Linked DNA regions of Sus scrofa: region 1 is linked to region 2. The links are chromatin contacts, called in public Hi-C maps. All regions are on one chromosome and are shown on one strand. Each heading gives the region's core, a stretch centred on a gene start, on an enhancer-like site or on the middle of the called end of the contact. The rest is flanking DNA. Distances are from core to core; before and after follow the strand shown. Region 1 overlaps HRASLS5 (Ca(2+)-independent N-acyltransferase). Region 2 holds the start of PLA2G16 (phospholipase A2 group XVI).

Evidence for each region. A called contact is a pair of places that touch in the nucleus more often than the background predicts.
Region 1: a contact with region 2 is called in a Hi-C map of liver, with 2.4 times the contacts expected there. The contact joins the enhancer-like site here to the promoter of PLA2G16 in region 2. A contact is called at or near these places in 1 of 5 promoter capture datasets (skeletal muscle), 19 of 47 Hi-C or Micro-C datasets (brain, embryonic fibroblasts, epiblast stem cells and 12 more) and 1 of 2 datasets of contacts at active chromatin or transcription factors (skeletal muscle).

Annotation. Positions count from the first base shown.
Region 1 is chr2:8,494,533-8,501,129 of Sscrofa11.1, reverse strand. It overlaps HRASLS5 (Ca(2+)-independent N-acyltransferase), which reads right to left. Exons shown (of 8, transcript XM_021084417.1): 7 at 4,451-4,713; 8 at 1,949-2,204. The coding sequence ends at 2,112. Among named protein-coding and RNA genes, the nearest start is that of HRASLS5, 23 kb to the right of the region's middle. Within about 2 kb of position 4,584, at least 1 of the 83 cell types and tissues checked has an H3K27ac peak or open chromatin away from gene starts, as enhancers often do. A contact at or near this core is called in liver, where this site is marked.
Region 2 is chr2:8,411,431-8,417,384 of Sscrofa11.1, reverse strand. PLA2G16 (phospholipase A2 group XVI) reads right to left here and starts at 3,994. Exons shown (of 5, transcript NM_001244514.1): 1 at 3,918-3,994; 2 at 3,352-3,429. The coding sequence starts at 3,366.

The DNA of each region.
Region 1 (6,597 bases), core at 3,335-5,834, 83 kb before region 2:
GATCAAACCTGAAACCTCATGGTTCCTACTTGGATTCATTAACAACTGCACCACGACAGGAACTCCAATGAGTGATTTAGAAGTCACTAAACACCCCCTGGCAAGGGCAGGGGAGTTATTTGTTTGTTAATCAAACAACACCCAGTTGGATTGATTAATGAGTACTGTGGTCTCTGAGGTCAGAGAGACCTTCCTATCAAAAGGTTTACTCATCAATGACAGCTCATTCAAAGCTAAAATGTATAAAATACAAATTCCTGGCACTTGGGTTCTGCTCCAAAGGATGTCTCCAACCTAGACGGTTTAATGACCAAAGAGCCTGAAGGGAAGCGTAGTGGGAACTCCAGTGATTGAGGAGTGGGGGGGCGGGAGGGGGCGTTCTGGGAATTAGGGGCGATGGCTTTATCTAATTCATGATTCATAGCAATGAGGGTAGGCTCTAACTAGCAGCTCCTGTAACTGCTGTGCAAGGCAGAGGGAGAGGCCACCGGAAGAGCAGAGGGAAGGCAATTAGGGACACACACCCCGACTCCAGCATCTAGGAAACAGGAGAGGGTGGGAAAGGTCAAGTTTGAGTGGAAAGGAGAGAACAGAGGGGGAGAAAGGACCAAGTTTCACTGCAGGTCTGTCTTCCAAAGAGGAGGACGACCCGGGGGGAGGTCCCAACAGACCTTAGGGGGATGCTCTGGGGGTTCCATCCTGCTGTCCTCTCGTCCCTCACATTTTCTAGGCATTTCCAGAGCCCTTCGCTGGCTTTCTGGGGTGGCTTCAGCTCTCAGATGGCACTAACAACCTCCAGCATCTCCTCAGACCTTCCAAACACAAACACCACTCTTTCCCGGCCTCATTCACACAGAAGGCCTTGGATTAAATTATTTTAAATACTCATCGGAAATCAGCGGAGAGAGACATTTCTAATTTTCTGGTGCTCACGAGGCTGAAGAACAAGATAAATGGTCTTGTTGATTACACTTTCAATAGAGCGGGGTTGGTTGTGTTTTTTTTTTTTAATACAATAGGGAATAAAGCTGATGCATAATTTTAAAAAGAAAGTATTTCTTGGGGAAGGTCTTCCTTGATTAAGACAGAGCTGGCTCTGAGCAGCCTTCCCTCAAGTCTGACTCCGGGGAACCACAGTGCGGATCTGAAAGGGCAATAAAAAGAACTTCTGGGAGTTCCCGTCGTGGCTCAGTGGAAACGAATCTGACTAGCATCCATGAGGACGCAGGTTCGATCCCTGGCCTCGCTCAGTGGGTTAAGGATCCGGTGTTGCCGGAGTTCCCGACGGTGCAGTGGTTAATGAATCTGACTAGGAACCATGAGGTTGCGGGTTCGGTCCCTGGCCTTGCTCAGTGGGTTAACAATCCGGCGTTGCCATAAGCTGTGGTGTAGGTTGCAGACGCAGCTTGGATTCCGAGTTGCTGTGGCTCTGGTGTAGGCCTGTGACTGCGGCTCCAGTTCGACTCCTATCCTGGGAGCCTCCATATGCCGCAGGAGCGGCCCAAGAAATAGCAAAAAAAAAAAAAAAAAAAAAAAAAAAAAGGATCCGGTGTTGCCATAAGCTGTGGTGTAGGTCACAGATGCAGCTCAGATCTGGCATTGCTGTGGCTGTGGTGTAGGCCAGCAGCTACAGCTCTGGTTTGCCCCCTAGCCTATGGAAACCTCCATATGCCACAGGTGCAGCCCTGAAAAGACGGAAAAAAAAAAAAAAAACTTCTGAAAAGAGTTCTTCTTTCCTAGGACCCTTCAAGCAAACATTTCCAGGCTCTTTCAAGCATCAGCATCACAGACTAGGTTCAACCTAAAAAAGGAGTAACACCTCTTCCTAAGAGGGAGAAAGATGAAGCAACTAGGTGAAAATGCCTAGCGCAGTGCCTGGCGCCTTAGCGATGCATAAAAATATTAGGTCCTCCCCACCCTGAGAGTCCAGGGTCTCTGAGTACATAAATTGATTGTATTTCCGGAGGGGTAATTGGGTACATTCTAGATTCTTCCAGAAGCACACAATTTTCTTGCATGGGGCCAAGGAGAGAGGAAGGCAGGGGAGGAAAGAAGTCAGTTCTCTTTGCCAACGTCAGCAGCTCTTCCTCTGCTTGGGGCTTTCGGTGCCTTCAGGCCAATGCGGGTCTGGGTCTCATGCTGTCCACCACAGCCGAAATCACCGCTCCTGCAGCCTTCGCTCCTTCCATCAGTACGTGCTCCACCTGCAAAGCAGACCAGTCCACGGGACCCTCGGTGGGGCTCCTGGGCTGATGCCCTGCCCCACCCCTACCTCACGGCTCCCCTTCAGGGACTGGCCCACTGAGGAGGAAGCCACCCTATGGTCCCAAACATCCCTGAGCTTCTAGAGACGTGGAGAAGCCAGGATGGTCCAAGATGGATGTTGGAGGCAGGCTTGAGCCCCTCCCCCAGGAGGCATCCAGGGTGCCTTCCTCCGGCAGAGCCATTCAGCCCAGGGCCTGCCTCTAGTGAGGGGCTCAGAGGCAAAGGATCTCGGAGGGGCAGAGTCCCGGAGTCCCTTGCGTGACACACAGGGAATCTGAGAGCCGGGGTAAGGCCCTCACTCAGACCAAGTTCACAGGGATCTAAGTATCCACACTTAGCTCTAGGCTTGGGTCTCGTGAATGCCAGGCCCGGGCTCCCTCGAAGGACCTCCCATAATTCCCTTGCTCCTTGGGGGTCTTCCTTCCATGCACAAGTGCTCAGGGGATGGGAGATGCCTCATACTAGAGCCCACCAAGCCCTGGGCACTGGAGCAAGGTCTCCGGAGGAAGCTGCAGAGAGCGGAACCGGGGAGCGAGCGAGCAGGGGGCCAGCTAACCCTCAGGAGAGACGGGAGAGAGACAGGAGAGAGACTAGGATTGGGATTCAGGCACCCGCTGGCTAAGGGAGCACAAGAAACTCTGAAAAGAGGTGTTCCCATTGCGGCTCAGCAGTAATGAACCCGACTAGTATCCATAAGGACTCCAGCTCGATCCCTGGTCCTCAGTGGGTTAAAGGATCCAGCACTGCTGTGAGCTGTGGTGTAGGTCACAGACAAGGCTGGAATCCTGCATTGCTGTGGCTGTGGTGTAGGCTGGCAACAGCAGCTCCAATTTGACCCCTAGCCTGGGAATCTCCATATGCCGCAAGTGCAGTCCTAAAAAGCAAGAAGAAAAGAAAAAGGAAAAACAAACATAGAAAAGTCATGTCCCACTTTTAACCCTTGATTTTTTTAATCGATTAAAAAGGTAGCAATAAAGGCTTCTTCTTCTCATCTCGTGGGGGTTTAGTAAGGCCCAAACATTAACAAGAACAGCTCAAATTGTCAGAAGCATCTAGGCTGGCAAAGCTCCTTCATCTGTATTATACCACAATTGATTTATCAGCAGGGAGTCCAAAACTCACGCACACACAGGCCAGGCAGGTAATGGGGGTGACGCTGATACGTGACACACCTGTGCCCCACAGGCCACCTAGAGGGGGAGCCCCTGCTGGCCCCACAGAGTGTCAGCAAGCTGGAATGAGGGCCCAATGGCTTGATCCATCAGTTGGTCAAGAGAGGCTGGGAATCCAGATTTTTTTATATAAAATTTCTATATTCTCTCTCTTTTTTTTTTTTTTTTTTTTTTTTTTTTTTGTCTTTTTGCCATTTCTTGGGCCACTCTTGCAGCACATGGAGGTTCCCAGGCTAGAGGTTGAATCGAAGCTGTAGCCACCGGCCTACACCAGAGCCACAGCAATGCAGGATCCGAGCTGCATCTGCAACCTACACCACAGCTCATGGCAACGCCGGATCCTTAACCCACTGAGCAAGGCCAGGGATCAAACCCGCAACCTCATGGTTCCCAGTGGGATTCATTAACCACTGCACCACGACGGGAACTCCAAAATTTCTATATTCCTAAATATTGGCAAATCATTCAAATTTAAAAAAAAATACTAGCTATCCAAGCAAAACATGTCTGCGGGCCAAATGTGGCCTTCAGGCTGCTGGTCTGCAAATTTAGCCCTGAGGTGCCACCTCCACTTAACCCAGTTTTGTCAAGAAACAGTCTCAGAAATAAGATGACTCGGAGGCCCCCCCCCCATCCCGGTGGCTCAGCAGGGTAAGGATCCGCATTGCCACTGCTGGGGCTCAGGTGGCCATGGTGGCGTGGGTTCGACCCTTGGCCCGGGAACTTCCACATAGTGTATTGAGGGCAGCCAAAAAATTAAAAAATTTTCAATAAATAAATAAATAAGATGACTTGACCAAGGAGACCCCGATAGCTGGTGGCCGAGCCAGGACTCCAGCCAGTGGTCTTGCTTTGCCGCTCAGCGCCCCCTCTACTCCCCCAGGGGTGAGCAGAGATGAAAACGCCTTCTGAACGGTCAAGTCCTGGAGTGGTGGAAAGCCCCGCGTGCACAGCGAATAACACCCATCACCGTCAGGACCCCCAGGACCCCGTGTCAGAGGGGGGCGCCACACCTGCTGGCTCCTGCGCACGCCGTATCGGAGGTCGTTGACAAAGTGCTCACAGTTGCCTTCAATCAGACTGTACTGTACTATCTTGTTGATCATCTGTTTCGTCCTCTGGATGATCTGGTCCACGGGCAGCGGCAGGTACATACCGTCCAGCTTGTTGTTGACCTTCCAGGAACAGCCGTGCAGCACGTCCTCCAGACGGCTGTATTTCACCACCGCCCGGTTGCTGAAGATGGAGGTGATGCTGCCAGCCTCAAATTCCTCACCTAGAGGCCAAAGACAAGCCAAAGTTGGAAGCTTCGAGGGGCAGTGGGGCAGAGCACGGGCTCATTCTGGCCGCTGGGAAGGTGGGGTCCCAGTTTCATGGTCTCTAAAACAGGTGGGGAGTTAGGTTAAACGAACTGCAAAGGACCAGCGTCCCTAAAAAGCCTTCTGCTCTGCTCTCTGCACTCCCCACTTTCTTTCTCTCTCTCTCTCTCTCTCTCTCTCTCTCTCTCTCTCTCTCTCTGTGTGTGTGTGTGTGTGTGTGTGTGTGTGTGTGTCTTTTTTAGGGCTGCACCTGCCACGCATGGAAGTTCCCAGGCTAGGGGTCGAATCAGAGCTGTCGCTGCTAGCCACAGCCAGAGCAACACGGGATCCTTGACCCACTCAGCAAGGCCAAGAATCGAACCCATGTCCTCATGAATACTAGTCAGGTTTGTTACCCACTGAGTCACAGCAGGAACTCCCTGCACTCCCCACTTTCAACCTCCAGAGCAATCCCTTTCTCATAAAGCTCTAGAAATACCTGCTAGAGTCCTGCTTTCCTAACTGGACGTCCAGAATCTTCCCAAAGCCGTGATGAGCACCTCACATGGAAGAGGTGGCTCCCGGAGAAGGGGCTGTCATGGGGTTCCATGACAGGCCTCCCCCCGTCAGCACCACAGGGGTGCAAGTGAGGTCACACCAACAAGGCTCTGGATAGGACCCACTCCAACCAGCTTCCACCCAGCCCCACTCTGCCTTCCTCTTGACTCAAGTATTAGGATTCTCACTGAGGGTTTGTTTGAAAACAAGGTTCCACAGCTTTGGGAAAAGGAATGTTTCTGAGTTCCTGTGTGGCATCGCAGAAACAAACCCGGCTAGTATCCATGAGGACATGGGTTCGATCCCTGGCCTTGCTCAGTGGGTTAAAGATCCGGCATTGCCATGAGCTGTGGTGTAGGTCGCAGACGCGGCTTGGATCCTGCATTGCTGTGGCTGTGGTGTAGGCCGGTGGCTACAGCTTCGATACAACCCCTAGCCTGGGAACTTCCATGTGCCATGGGTGTAGTCCTAAAAAGCAAAAAAGAAAAGAACGGAAAAAGGAAGGAAGGGAGGGAGGGAGGAAGAAAGAAAGCAAGGAGGGAGTTCCCGTCGTGGCGCAGTGGTTAACGAATCCGACTAGGAACCACGAGGCTGCGGGTTCGATCCCTGCCCTTGCTCAGTGGGTTAACGATCCGGCGTTGCCGTGAGCTGTGATGTGGGTTGCAGACGCGGCTCGGACCCTGCGTTGCTGTGGCTCTGGCATAGGCCAGTGGCTACAGCTCCGATTCAACCCCTAGCCTGGGAACCTCCATATGCCAAGGCAGCGGCCCAAGAAATAGCAAAAAAGACAAAAAAAAAAAAATTTTTTTTAAAAAAGAAAGAAAGAAAGAAAGGAATGTTTGAAAGCTGCTATATTATCCTGTTCAGTCCTTAGAGGAGAGAGAGCCTCAGACAGGGTCTGGAAGCTGCCCAAGGCCAGGTGGGTGGTAGTTTAATATCAGGACTGTTTTGGGGAGTTCCCATCGTGGCTCAGTGGTTAACGAATCTGGCTAGGAACCATGAGGTTGCAGGTTTGATCCCTGGCCTTGCTCAGTGGGTTAAGGATCCCTCATTGCTGTGGCTATGGTGTAGGATGGCAGCAACAGCTCCAATTAGACCCCTAGCCTGGGAACCTCCATAGGCTGCAGGAGCGGCCCTAGAAAAGGCAAAAAGACCAAAAAAAAAATCAGGACCGTTTTTTTGCTGCAACCACAGGGAAATGCCAACAGAAGTATCCTCCCTTCTACAAGTTGTCTGAGAACGAGAACTGTCCCCTGTTCCTTTCTTTAGTATTTGAAGACCAGCCGTTGATTTCACAGAAGCTG
Region 2 (5,954 bases), core at 2,745-5,244:
ATTATTTTTCCTTTTTAGGGGTGCACCTGTGGCATATGGAAGTCCCCCGGCTAGGGGCTGAATCAGAGTCATAGCCACCGGCCTATGCCATAGCCACAGCAAGAGCAACTTGACCACAGACCACAACTTGAAGCAACGCCAGATCCTTAACCCACCGAGGGAGGCCAGGGATCGAACCTGCGTCCTCACGGATAATAGTCTGCTGAGCCACAACAGGAAGTCCTTGGGTTCCCTTTAAAAGATGTTCACCCAGCAGCAGCCGCTCAACAAGCCACAGGTTTCAGGACAGGGTGGGTGAAGGAGGAAATGAAAGACCCTGGCCCACTTATTCTAAGGAAATTTAGACCACAGGGGAGAGAAACAGGCAGCGCTGGCCCCAACCAGGAGGAGGCCTCAGGGCTGCACGAAAGGGCTGGGAGAAAGGAAGGCCTGTATGGCTGACACGCAGCCTGTCCACCCCAGGGAGGCCCAGGGAGCTGCTTCAACAACTGCTAACGCTTGTCAAGCCCTAAGAGCCAGGCAGTGGCACACCTAGAGTGGGAAAGCGAAAGCCAAATCCCCTGGGTGCAGACAAGCAGGGGAGAGTTATCCACAGAGAATTTTAAAATAATAATAAGCCACACCAAAAGTCACTCTATTTATTATCACCATGTGCCAACACTTTTACACAATATCAGTGATACTGGTCTAAGTCCTAATTGACACAGTTCCTGCTGAGATTTAATAATATATACGTGAGCTTTATATTAGCACATTTTCATCTCTTACTCTTTTTTTTTCCTCTTTAATTCTTTATTTCTCTTTCTTTTTCTTCACAGCATCTGTGCTATTTGATTTTATTTTTTAATTTTTTTAAATTTTTTATGATAGTTTGTATTATTTCCATTACAGCGGGTTTACATTCATCTTATTCTTTAAAAATCCTGGTCTTCTACATGGATGCTTAATCAGAGACCACTCAGTTGTACACTCAACCCCCAACACACACAGACTCAGCTCCATGCATCTGTTCCAACAGAAAGTTCCAAATGGCTCAGAAGGGTTCAAGTTCAACTTTCACCCTGGGGTGTCAACCCCTGTGGTCCTACATTTTCCTGTTTTTATTATTTTTATTTTTATTTTTTGTCTTTTTGCCATTTCTTAGGCCGCTCCCTCGGCACATGGGGATTCCCAGGCTAGGGGTTGAATCGGAGCTGTAGCCACCAGCCCACACCACAGCCACAGCAATGCGGGATCCGAGCTGCATGTGCGACCTAAACCACACCTCCCGGCCACGCCTGATCCTTAACCCACTGAGCGAGGTCAGGGATGGAACCCAAAACCTCATGGTTCCTAGTCAGATTCATTAACCACTGAGCCACAACGGGAACTCCCATTTTCCTGTTTTTAAACAGAAGACAAAACAGTTTGCTCTCCCAGTACTGGACAAAATTAAAAGCACAGTGGTTGAAAGTCTGGATCAATTTCACCAAGAACTAGACTCTCATTCTAAAGCAAGGAGTTAAACTAACGTCAACCTTCACCACCATTCAGCCATTTTCTCTGTTTTTTGCAGAAGAAGAAAAACTTGGGACAATTTTGCCGAATAAGATACAAACTTATGAATTTTATGGTGGAAACATTTTGGTGAAAATGTTTCAAATGTGGAGATTTGTTTAAGGCCACAAGAATTCATTTTTTTAAAGACATGGTATTGCAATTTCTGGAATTCATGATTAAACGGGATTTTTATGAATCTCTAACAAACGTATCCCAATGTTTAAGGCTTTTCCTATTTGTATATCTGTTGCTTCATGCGAGAGAAGTTAAAATTAATTTTAAAAAAAAAGTGTTCTTCAGTCAACTGTGAGCAAAGAGGGATCAACAAATCTAGCTCTACTGAATGTTGAACATAAATATGCAAAGACGGGGAGTTCCCGTCGTGGCGCAGTGGTTAACGAATCCGACTAGGAACCATGAGGTTGCGGGTTCGATCCCTGGCCTTGCTCAGTGGGTTAACAATCCGGCGTTGCCGAGAGCTGTGGTGTAGGTTGCAGACGCGACTCGGATCCCGCGTTGCTGTGGCTCTGGTGTAGGCCGGTGGCTACAGGTCCGATTTGACCCCTAGCCTGGGAACCTCCATATGCCACGGGAGCAGCCCAAGAAATGGCAAAAAACAAAAAAAAATGCAAAGATGATCAATTTTGTCAAAGCCAAGGACCGCTTTTTAGAAATGAAAGTTTCAAGACAGAAACTGTAATGCTACATTCACTACTGTGACCAATTGATACATTTTTTTCTTCAAAAACGCATTCATGCAATCAAAAATGATTAATTCACTACCTCATTCCACTTTTCTCTATAACATTTACTTTATTTTTCATTTTTTAATTTTTTCCCACTGGCATGATTTTATATACAAAGCTCAGTAGAAGAAACGTTACTGTATTTCTTTCCTGGCCATTAATACTCTTCATTTCATGATAATTGCCAAACATTTTAGACAAAGGAGAGGGATGTTTTTAAATGACTGCCCCAGGCATTAAATATGCCAGGCACACCCTAATGCCAGGCACACCCTAATGCCAGGCACTGTGTGAAAGCCCTTTGCGTGAATTAAATCATAATCATAATCCCAATGGATTACAGCCGAGCACCTATGCCTGCAAAGTACTGTTCTGAGTACTTCGTGAGTATGTATGTTGTGAGCCACACGGGAAGTCCAAGTACTACCTAAGTGTGCAGTCATATCATTCTCCCTGTGGAGAACAGAGTGGATTTGAAACTTGATCCAGGTGCCACAAGAACACCATGCCAGGGCAATTTACCAGGGCAGTCTACTTCAAAAGTCAGTCTCAGAACCTCTCTGCATCCGGGTCCTGCTAGGTTGAAAGGAAGCACCAGCTAAGCCCCTTTGTGATTTCTGAATCCCAGCACAGGTTAGAAATAGGAAAAGTGAGAGTTTGGAAATTGCTGGCAGGGTGAGTCATGAGGTGCATCCACTGAGACCAGAAAAGGCTGCCTGGTCAGACCCAGGTGCCAGGGCAGCAGGTGCAGCCCTGGGGCCCTGTCCAGGGGTTCTGATCTGACTCAGGAAGGCAGCACAGGACCTTGGTGGAGCAAGTCTCCCCTTGCTGCTTCCCTGCTCCTATAGGTCCTGCCTTTCTGGGGGCTTGTTTCCGGCCTCCAAACCTGCCCACCCAAGTATTCGCTCACTGACCCGCATCTGACACCTGATACCCAGCGGCCAGCAGAGGTGTGGCCCCATATCCGCAAGGACCCTCTCTCTGAAGTGATGACTCGGGCTTTGGGACAATGAGTCGCCACAGAAACACGGCCCCCATCCCTCGCCCACTCCTTCCCCAAACTTACAATCAGGGCGCGCATCTTCTCAGGCGATGTGAGCCCTCTATTTCAGGCTGGAGTTGACTGTATCAGCTGCAGAAATGCCTGTGGCAAGGGGAGCAGGGAATCATTATGTCATTAAGAGGACACAGCGCCTCCAAGACCCCAGGGAACTGTGGCTTTTGGCAGGGAGACCCTGCGCGGTTGGTCTCCGAGAACAACCGCCTCACTCCCTGCTGAGTCCTTCTGGGCCCTCTCCCTGCCCTTGCACTTGGCCGTGAAGGGATGAATCGTTTTTAGGGGGCAGGGAGGTTCACCTGATGCAGGAGAGGCTGGCGGCGCAGGGGTCGAGAGCGCGATCGGTGTCGCCTGTCTAGGTGCGCCGCGTCCCAGAAAGTCAGTGGGGCGACCGGCGCGTCCCGCCCTCCGTCCGGGTGGGCGGGTACCGGGAGGCCGCTGCTCGCAGCTGCTCCCTAACTTGTTTACTCGCGGCGCACCCAACTTCTCCATCCCCCACACAGTCCCGGGCACCCGGGGAGCCACCCCAGGCGTCTCACCCTTCCTTACATGCGTGAATGCAGCCCTCCACCCACCTCGCGGACTTGAGAAGCAGCGCGGCCTCCCCGGCAAAAGGAAACCGGTTAAATGGCCGCAGAGTCCAGGCCAGCGTGAGGTCACCCGGCTCCTCCCAGTGTGACTAATTACAGCCGCGATGAGCTCCCTGCCCCGGCGACAGGGACCGCCTGCTCCGGCTTCTGGGGCAGTCAGGCCAGGATGCCTCCTGTTCCCCCGGACCGTCTCCCCACAGCCTTCCATGCCTGGAGGCGCCCCCGGGACCCTGCTCAGGGCCACCTCGTCCTCGCCTCTTCTACACACGCGCTGCGGCGCGCGCGGCATTCAAGAGAGGGTATACGCATCGCACTGGACTGTAATCAAATATCTCCTCCACTCTAGCCGCGTACACTGTGGTTTAAAACCAAGTTATGTGGAGGTTTTTTCTGGGGTCTGTTGGATAACAAACCAGGAGAGGAAATCGCAGATAAGCGGGGGATTACCGCAGGGTTCCGTCCTACCCGCGGTTTTGGCATCTGCGGGGGCGGAGGGTGCTTTGAAGGTATCCCCGGGGACTTCTGTATATTACATTTTAAAGCTATTTAAAGGCAAGGGCCTAAACAGAAAGTACCGAGTCTTAAGCCTTCAGATATCCCCCAACCCTGGCACAAACCCAGCACACAGTAAGCATTTCATGAATGAATGAATGACCCATCGCAGGCCTTTCCTCTGCACTGGGCTGTGACTCCCCAAGAGTAGAAGCAGCTCCTGTTCATCTCTATAGTCTTGCCACTTCCTGTCAGCACCCAGCTAGGAATCGGGACCGTGGGCCAAATCCTGGCCCTGTCACTTGCAAGCTGCTGGGTCCAGGGCACCCTTCCCTCTCTGAGCCTCAGTTGGTTCATCTGTTTGTCTTTCTAAGGCCACACCTGCAGCATAGGGAAGGTCCCAGGCTAGGGATCAAGTCAGAGCTGCAGCCACAGCGACACTGGATCCAAGTCACATCTGTGACCTATGCTGGAGCTTGTGACAAAGCCGGATCCTTAACCCACTGATCAAGGCCAGGGATTGAACCCAAATCTTCGTGGACACTGTATCCGGTTCTTAAGCCGCCTGAGCCACAATGGGAGCTCCTGTTCATCTGTAAAACGGAATGGTGATAATATTGAACGCCACATGAGATAATATATAAAAATACACTCCCCAAAGGGAGAGTAGCAGATGAAAGGAGGCCCCTACCATGGGAGCTGATGTCTGGCCTGGGGTAAGTCCTCACTCAAGACACCTGAGCCGTTGTTAACAGGAGTGACCCATGCTCATCAACATCACACATTACTCACCAGATTCCTGGCAAGGAGAGTCAGAGGCGATATAAATAAATACCAGAGCTTTATGTGCATTTCTACTCACCCAACAAAATGTGCATATTGAACAAATTACTATCTGGAAGGCAGTCCGAACCCAGGATGGAGAGGTTCAGATCTGAGGAAACAAGACCGATTTCTGCCTCGCTTCTTCCAGTATTGCCCAGATGTCACTGCCTTCACTTTTTTTCTCCCCTGTTGCTCTGCCGGGAAAAACAAGACAAAAAGCCCACTGAGGGGCAAAGATGTCAAGGAAGTGATTTTTACCTTTCATGCAGCTCTCAAAAGAGGAGTTCCCCAGAGGAGCTCCCACTGTGGCTCAGCGGGTTAAGGACCTGACATTGTGTCTGTTGCGGTGGCTGTAGCATAGGCCCCAGCTGCAGCCGCGATCCAAGCCCTGGCCCAGGAACTTCCATGTGCCCCAGTGCAGCCATAAAAAAAAGAAAAAAGGAAAAGAAAAGCCCTAGGACTGAGAAGCTACACACGATCCTGACACTGTCACCAGCAGGACAGTCCTTAAGCCCCACTCCAAGTCCATGGCCATGACCCGGGTGGACAGCCAAATTCAAAACAGCTGGGATCAATCTGCCATCTGCCTCCAAAGGCTCCAGGCTTTTCTGCAACCACAGCCATGGAGCTCTGTTCTTCTTGTGATGGATGGAAGACATTTTTAATTACTTGCAATCTCTCCAAATCATGAAGTCTCTGCCTTGA